Linked DNA regions of Rattus norvegicus: region 1 is linked to region 2. A link is a contact called in public Hi-C data. All regions are on one chromosome and are shown on one strand. The core of a region is the stretch at or near the end of the contact, and the rest is flanking DNA. Distances in the headings are between cores, read along the strand shown.

Region 1 (4,532 bases), core at 516-3,015, 54 kb after region 2:
CCTCCCACTATGTATAAATGGACTCAAAGTTTCCTTAAATCCAGACACAGCCAGATTTCTTCCCTTCAGACCACACACTTGAGAAAAATGAATAGAAATTTACCAAATAAAACAAAAGGAAGGGAAGTGTTCAAAGGCAAAAATATGTGTGCTTGGCCCTGTTCTCCACAGCATCTGTATCCCCAAGGAAAAGGCCCATCCACAGCACTGGAATTTCCTGAGGAAAGGCCACTCCCCTGGCACTCACACACCTACTCCCAGGCCAACTGCACATCCCAGCTCTGTTTCCTGCTCTGGAAGTTTCTGCAGTCTCCCTGAGAAACTGAGGCAAGAAAAATAGAGAAATTTGGGGGAACTTGAGAAGGAAAGGGAGCTTGGGTTGGAACAAGAATCCCAACACAGTGTACAACCATGGAAGGCCTTTCTCCCCTCCTGGCTGGAAACCTGCAGGCTTTGAATCCACGCATCAGAAACCCCATTTTTGAGGAAAGTGTGTGCACTAAAGCTTTTGCCCAACTACAGCAGCCCTGGTTTTACCTTATCAGATGATAATTCCATCCAACTCATCTTCAAAGCCAGCTCTCTTTTCTCAGTTCTCAAAAGTGGAAGAGCACAGGCCACAGGGATGAGCCTATGACTACTATTTTGCTACTGTACAAAACCTGCCCCCTAAATACCTTTCTCCGTAAGCACAGGTGAGCACAGCTCTCAGACCTCATCAGAGAAGTTTCTCTGCACCGTGGACAGTGGTTAGTGGAGAAACTTGGCAACTAGTCAAAGTGCAGAGAAGAAGTGTATGGAAGGCTCAGCCACAAACAGGACCATGGTATCACACACACACACACACACACACACACACACACACACACACACACACACACACACGGCTCAGGAACCATTGTGGAAGAAGGGGTGGAAAGATTCCAAGAGCCAGAGGTGGTTGGAGAGGCAATGAGGTCAGTCAACATTCCAGTGTGGGAAGGAGTTCTTGAGCCCCCCACTTGCTGAAGAGCTATCAATGGTTGATAATGGCAGAGAGAGGGAGAGTCAGCTTTCTTTGAGGGTGTGGCCCCTAGTAGGTCAACTGTGCTCCATTGGGGGTCCATGCCAATGGGTTTATGGACAGAGCAAACTGGATTTGGTGGATTATTTAAAAGAGAACAAAAGGGAAACCATGAAGCCAGGACTGAGGGGTAGATCAGATATAAACTGGGAGAGACGTGAAGGTAAGTTGATCAAAATGTATCCATGTATAAAGTTCTCAAAATGGTAGCAAAAGATGGTGTTTAAAGGAGAGAAAAGAAAAAGGAAAGGTTTCTCTAGAACCACCAACAGAGTATCTAATGGCCAATGCTAAGACAGCTATGACGCTCCTTTGGGGAGGCCACATTAGCATAGCCTTATTTCCTGAGCACCTCTTTCTCTTAACTTCAAGCCTGTATTAAAAGCATCGTCAATAAAATCCCCGTCTCTGCTTCATCTTATTGGCTGAATTTTCTCTCAGCATCAAAGTCTGAGTAGAGACCCTAAAAGATTAGGAGGACACCCCTCAGGTTGCTGAGTTTGCCAGGGTGGAGCTGAGGTCTCTGTCCAGTCACCAATAATGGAGCAAACAATTTGCCCTCTAGTTTGCCTTTTGTGAAATTAACTGAATGATGCTGGCTTAAACTAGTTCCCTTGTCCGAAGGTGACCAGGGCAGAAGGATTTTTCCTCCGTGTGTGTGTGACGCTAACTTGCTCTTACACATTTCCAGAGTCCTGAACACATGACTCACTCTGTACTTCAAAACTCACTAAACCACATCTAATCACTCCTCGGGGCACCTACCTGCTGTGTAATGATTGCCACCGGAATTCGTCCACCACGCACGAAGCACCTAAATCCATCTCTACCAGTTCAGGCCCAAGATGGATAAGCACATTATCTGCAGGACCGAGAGGACTTAGTAGGTGAGAACACTTGGTAAACAAGCAAAAGGAACTGAGCTGAGATCCCCAGGTCCAACAAAAGAAGCTCACCAAGGCTGTCTGTGTGCCTGTGACCCTAGCGATGCAGAGGGCCAGGTCAGGAGGCTTTCTGGAATTTGCTGGCTACCAGCACGACTCGAGAATAAAGCAGAGAACAGGAGAGCAGGACTACCCAGTGCCCTCTTCTGGCCTTGGCACTGGCACCTCTCTACATATACTACACTCGATACCCACATACACACACATATGCACATAAATACACATCTACGGGGTTGGGGATTTAGCTCAGTGGTAGAGCGCTTGCCTAGGAAGCGCAAGGCCCTGGGTTCGGTCCCCAGCTCCGAAAAAAAGAAAAAATAATAAATAAAAATAATACACATATACATTCATACACTCAACACACACGCACACAATATATACACATACATATTTACACATTCACACACACAGACATACACATACTCACACACACAACCTTTTGGATACACAAATATAAATAAGACCATAACTGTCTAGAGTAAGTTAAAATGTTATAGTAATTATCTACTATTACATAACCAATTTCCTCACAATCCAGCCTTAAACAACAACCGCTGTTTGCCTTCACAAGTTTCTGGGGTAGTAGAAGTGATGTAGTGATGCTGGCTCCAGTGAACCAGGAGCCAGGATGTTGGCCAACTTGAGCCTGGTGGCACAGGCCTGTCATTCCAGGCTAAAGCAGGAGGATTAAAAGTTCAAAGCCTGGGCTACAGAGTGGGTTTAACACCTGCCTGTGCAACTTAGTGAGACCCTACCTCAAAAGAAATGGGAGGGGAGCTGAGGATGCAGCTCAGTGGTAGATCAGGTGCCTGGCAGGCACAAGGCGCTGGGTGAAGTCCGTGGTATTCTGCCATGCACTACAAAAGTGGGGAGGGAGGCTTGCGGACCAGAACTAAAGGCTCTGCCTCCAAAATGGCACAATCATATGACAGCAGACAGGTAGATTCAATGTCTTACAGCTTGGGTCTTCTCACGGGCTATTTGAATAGTCTTGAAACGATGCAGCTAGCTCTCCTCTGAGCAAGAGAGCTGAGAGAAACCAAGGAGAGAAGCCATCATGTCTCCCAAGACCTACCAAGAAGCCACACATTGTTCTTCCTATAACGGCAGTCAATGTGGGAAGAGACTCCAAAGGAGTAAGGTAACTAAAGTACAGCCATTGGAGGCCAACTTAGAACTGGGCTCCCATGATGCCATCAGTAGCCTGATTTCCTCTGCTGCTGTAGACATTCCAGTGTCCATGAGATTCCCACGAATGGGTTTAGAGCACATGACAAATTCCATTTTTCACCCAAAATGATCAAATGATAATGCCAAATTCTTCCACCAAATAAAAATCTAATTAATGGTCTTGGCAAGACTTCAGAAAAACATCTACCAGACAGGGTTTAGAGAGTCAGACTCAGACACACACACACACACACACACACACACACACACACACACACACACAGAGGGGGGGGGGAGGCAAATTAAGCAAGCTTTCTGATAAAGCTTTTCCCTCCCAGATATTAAGGACTGGATGTCTGTGGTTGTTCTCGGTTATTTAAATAGCTGCTCTCCAGCACTTCCTAGTTCCTGTGGTATGACCATATCTACACAAGGAAACACTCTTGGTTTGTTTGACACCGTCCATCAGTAGTCATGGCTTTTCCTCATTCACACTTCTGGACTCCAGGCAATATTTGTGACAATCCAAAGAATTCAGAATGTCTGTCTCACTTGGGAAGCCTTTGAAATGTTGGAAGATATTTAAACGTAAATCCACTGGGGATGCAGCTCAGTAGGTAGGATCCGCCAACTGTACCAGGTACCTGGGTTCAGGCCCCAGCAGCCCCTAAAATGGAGCAGTGGAAGCACACAGGCACGTGATCCATGTTACTCTCGAGATGGATGCTGGGGAGCCAGGACTTCCACGGAGTTCCATTAGAACAGACAACAGTCAGTGAGCAGCCCCCACGGATCTTCACCACCTACAAACACAAGCTATCCCTTCCGGCTTCAACCCTACTGACCCGCCCATTCACTCAGTCCTTTTACAAAGTCAGCATGACTGTTAGAAAGGTCCCAAGCAGAATGGAACCATCCCTGGTCTGTTCCCTTCCCCTCCTCTTCCAGAACCAGTGGAGAGGAAATGGGTCATAATCTTATTAAAAAGTAGCTGAGGAGGCTCAGAGGGGCAGGCCTCTGTGTTAAGTGGCAGCATAGACAAGTGTCCCTCAACACTGTCACCAGGAAAGACAGAGCAAGCCTTGCTGCTCCAAAGCGATGTACCCCATCCATTTAAGAGGCTCAGCCTCTCCCTCAGGCTTTTGGTATCCACCTCCCTCTGTTAGTCTCTGTCTGTCTCCTCCTTCTCTCCCTCCCCTCGTCTTCCTTACCTCCACTTACTCTCTTCTTCCTTCTTCTACCCCCTCTCCTTTTTCCCTCCCTCATCGCCCCTTTCTCCCTCATTCTCTGCTCCATTCACTATGTCTGTCTCCCCCTCCCACCTCCCATATTCAATGATCTTTAATGTTTCCCAC
Region 2 (4,126 bases), core at 4-2,503:
TTCCTGCTGCGATATGACAGGCAGCCACAGGTGCATGTCCCTGGGAAGTCAGCACTGACTCTCTACATGCCCTGTCTACATGCCCTGTCTACATGCCCTTTAAAGGCAGAAAGCCAGCATTTGAGACAAAGGATTGTTGGTGAAGCGGGACATTCTTCTCAAATGTCCCTCTCTAATCAGGAGGCATCAAGGGCCAGAAGGGGTCAGAGACCTCCATCAACAGGCATCACTCACCAGTGCTCAGAGGCTGAGGCAGGAGGATAGACAGGTAGAGGCTAGCATGGGCTTCATAACAAGACCTATCACCACAAACCATGGAAGGAAGGGAGGGAGGGAAGGAAGGGGAAGCAGCATCGGTCTTAGAGCTTTGGGTTTGTTTCTCATCAGTTTCTACATCAATTTGAACTTGATTTTCAGTTTCTCCATTTACAGCAAGCATGCACTTACTTTCTCTACCTCCCAGAAATGACAAGGCAGAAATGGAACTGGACAATTGGCAGGTTTGGAGAGGGGACACCTTTAGATACTTCTACATAAATAGCTTTGGTTTATTTGTGGAAAAGGTCTTGTGTAGCCCAGGCTGGCATTGAACTTAAGATGTAGCCAAGGATAGATGGCCTTGAATGTCTGATCCTCCTGCCTTCACTTCTTAGAATCACAGCCATGCATTACCATGCCAGTTTTTGCAGTGCCGGGGATTGAACCCAGGACTTTGTGCATGATGGGCAAGTACCCTGCAAACTGAGCTACATCTCCAGACTCAGTAATCTGGGAATCCCCCAAAGCTCCACAGGAGGCCAGCACAGGAGCAGACCTAAGTCTGCGCATGGAGTCCTCCAGCATGAACCCTCAAGTTCTTGGCTCAATGGAAAATTTTCAGCATTGATCACTGAGGCGAGCAGTCGCATCCCATGACTCAGTGAGAGGAGAAAGCCAAAGGCGCTCTGGGACCAGACACCTCATGGTTCTGGGCCAGCAGCTGAACCAGTGGAAGTGCTGTGTTCTGGTTCAGCATGCCTGTGTTTTCTTCTGGGTATTCATGGTGGAACTGAAAACTGGTTTTAACCGCCTGGAATATTAGTAAGGTGACAGTTCTCACCATTCCTCCCACTGTACTTCAATCACAGGGAACCTGGACAAAACAAACCTACGGGCATTTCTCTCATTATGCATGCTTAGCAGACTTGGAATGCCCTGAGGTACAACGGCTGCTTAACCAGACTGGCAGGACCTCCTAACAAAACAGCTCTGAGGCCAGTACGAGAACTTAGAAAACACAGGAAGAACTGTGGGGAGCCAATGTCAAGGTTGAGCTGCCCATCTGTGTCCTGGCATTCGAGAAAGTCCCTCTCTAAACCTCTGCTGCTCAGGCTTCTGAATGCTACCCCACCATGAGCACAGCTCAGGAGCCAACACAGAACCAGAGCCTCACTCCCCATGGAAACGCATGCACATCAGAAGGGTGGGTGGCAAAGGAGCCAGTGACCTTCATCTTCGTTTGTGAGCAGGGACTGCCAGCCCACTGACGCCCCCCAAACCTCCAGCCTAGTCACCCTGAGGTGAACCTTGGTTTCTGCAACTAATATATCATTTCCTGCCACCACTCTAGGAAATTCCCTCATGTTACCAATCCCTTCCCTCCCAGTGGCTTATGATGTCAAAGACTACTGAATCTCTCCTTGTGCTCTGTAAGGCAAGACTGTCTCCTCCTCACTCTGAGTCCCTAGGCTCAACCTCTCATGCCTCATTTCCCATAGTGCCACACACTTCTCCCTTCAACAACTCCCTCATACCTGTTCCCTGCTCCAAGTGATCCTCTCAGACAGCAAGTCAGCGTTCGTTCTTTCTTCTTCCAACTCAATCTCCAATTGGGACACCTTGTCCTGGGAAAGGAGGACACAAACAGGTCACTTCAGTTCGACTTACTTGCATTAGGAGCACGGGGTGCCCATGGAAAGAAACCCCGAGAGCAAATGAGAACCGAGCATTGTTAGGGCTTGCGAACATAAGGCATCTATTTCTTTTCCTCTCTCCTTCTCTTCTTCTCTTTCCTTCTTCCTAAAGGATCCCAGAGTACCCTCAAATTTCCTATGTAGCCCAGGATCATCTCAAACCTGCTCTTCCTACATCTACCTCCCAAGTGCTGGTGTTACAAGATCGAGCCTTATATTCAGTGCTTGAAATTGAACCCAGAGCTTCACTGCTAGGCAAGTGTTCTACTAGCGACAGACACCCCCAGCTTTTATCTGTGTCATTTCTTACACTGTCCACAGCAGGTATTTTAAAAATGTGTTGTTGCTTTTGTGATACAGTTGGGCACACAGGAAATATACAAAAGGAGAAAAGCATTACCCTAAGCCCCGATGAACGAAACAAACGCACTAAGGATGTGTTGGTATAGTTTGTGTCTTAACTGGGAAGGCAGCCCGGACAGTTCTACAAATACTTCATGCTCCAGAAGCTTTCTCCCATGAGTGACCTGCCTCTTTTCTACAGCACCCGGTAACCAGCAGTGGACACTCCCGAACCCGCACTGGATTGCACAGGACAGTGGTGGCCAATTCTGGTAAATCACCATCACAGAGTAATGACAGTCTGTTCCTCTGGACGCTATTAAACATCACTGGGAATTCAGAGAGAAGCATTTCAGAGTAGTTTTATGAATGAGAGAAAGAGGTTTCCGCACTCAGCGCTGGGGAACTTGAACCTACGTTTCTTCTGTCTCCAGTAGATTTTACATAGGTCTGGGTAAACTTGGTCATGGGTGCTTCTTAAAATGTATTATTTATAAAACAATGTTTTCATTCTTTTATGTTATGCATATACATGTTTTGTCTGCCTGCAAGTCTGTGTACCACACATGTGCAGTACCTGTGGAAGCCACAAGAGGCTGTCAGATTTCCTTGGAATGGAGTCTCAAGTGGGGTTGTGTGCCACTATGTGGGTCCTCTGGAAGAGCAGTCCCTCGCTCTTAACCACTGAGCCGTCTCTCTAGCCCCGACAGATGCTTTTTAAAAACCAAGATTTTGACTTTTCAAAGGCAGCACTTGTGTCTAAGTATGAACTATGGACCTGCCAGTGTGGACGGACAACTGTGGGTGGCTCTGTAAACACCAGCTAGGAAGCTCTTGGAACTCGTGTGACTGATGAACTGTCTATTGTGAAGACGGAGACTAGAGTTCAGACTCCAGAACCCACGTGAAAATGGAGAGAACGGACTCAGCCAAGTGTCTTCCATCTTCCACATTCATACACACACACACACAATAATAAATAACATTAAATAAAATGTAAAACCTATAAAGGGGGCTGGAGAGATGGCTCAGAGGTTAAGTTCCCAGTGACTACATGGTTAGTTCATAAACATCTATAATGAGGTCTAGTGCCCTCGTATGGCCTGCAGACATACAAGCAGGCAGAATGCTGTATACATAATAAATCTAAAACAAAACAAAAAGACCTATAAAGAACCAAAAGTTCTCCCCTGGGAGCAGAAAGTCCCAGAAACTAACTCAGGACATGGTCAGCTGCTGCTTCAAGTTCCTGTCCATCCAGAATATCTGCAGAGCTTCAAGCGCCTGCAGCTGAATACACAGGAAATGTCCCTGTGGAGAGCTCCTGAGACCTGAGAATTAGCTACGCTTTAGTGAAGGAAGGGAAAAGGCACAAGTCATGACAATGTGGCCCTTCCACCTCTTAGAGCAGCTCCACTCATGATCACGATGCCTTTCATGATGGCAGGACCCTGGGAGGCCGGAACTAAAGAACAAATGGGGAAATGCCTCCAGGAGTGTTTGGCTGCACTACCGCCTCAAGACCTTACGTTACTCAGAGGAAATACCTTGTTACTCGGAATGTTCTGGACTCCCGGGAGGTGATCTGACAACTCAATCTGATTTCAGCTCAAACCACTCATCTTTAAAAGATCTATCTCTTTATAGTTAGGTAGGCAGCTATGCCTGTGCGAGGGCGTGTGCATGTGAGCGCAAGTACCAGAAGAGGCCAGCAGAGGGCGCTTATTGGATTTGCAGGAAACTGGGAGCTGCCCACAGGGTGGAACTGAACTTGGGCCCTCTGTAAGATCCATCTCCAGAACCCAAAATCACTTCTTAGGTTCTTTTCCTGC

Evidence for each region. Hi-C and Micro-C count contacts between places; a contact is called where the count stands out from the background.
Region 1: a Hi-C map of kidney shows a contact between it and region 2, with 2.2 times the contacts expected there. The contact joins two enhancer-like sites. A contact is called at or near these places in 4 of 12 Hi-C or Micro-C datasets (hepatocytes, kidney and liver).

Annotation. Positions count from the first base shown.
Region 1 is chr8:81,223,171-81,227,702 of GRCr8, forward strand. All of the region lies in intron 8 of Cgnl1 (cingulin-like 1), which reads right to left. Among named protein-coding and RNA genes, the nearest start is that of Cgnl1, 80 kb to the right of the region's middle. Within about 2 kb of position 1,766, at least 2 of the 93 cell types and tissues checked have an H3K27ac peak or open chromatin away from gene starts, as enhancers often do. A contact at or near this core is called in kidney, where this site is marked.
Region 2 is chr8:81,170,053-81,174,178 of GRCr8, forward strand. Cgnl1 (cingulin-like 1) reads right to left here. Exons shown (of 19, transcript NM_001389277.1): 14 at 1,794-1,883. Among named protein-coding and RNA genes, the nearest start is that of Myzap, 48 kb to the left of the region's middle. Within about 2 kb of position 1,254, at least 3 of the 93 cell types and tissues checked have an H3K27ac peak or open chromatin away from gene starts, as enhancers often do. A contact at or near this core is called in kidney, where this site is marked.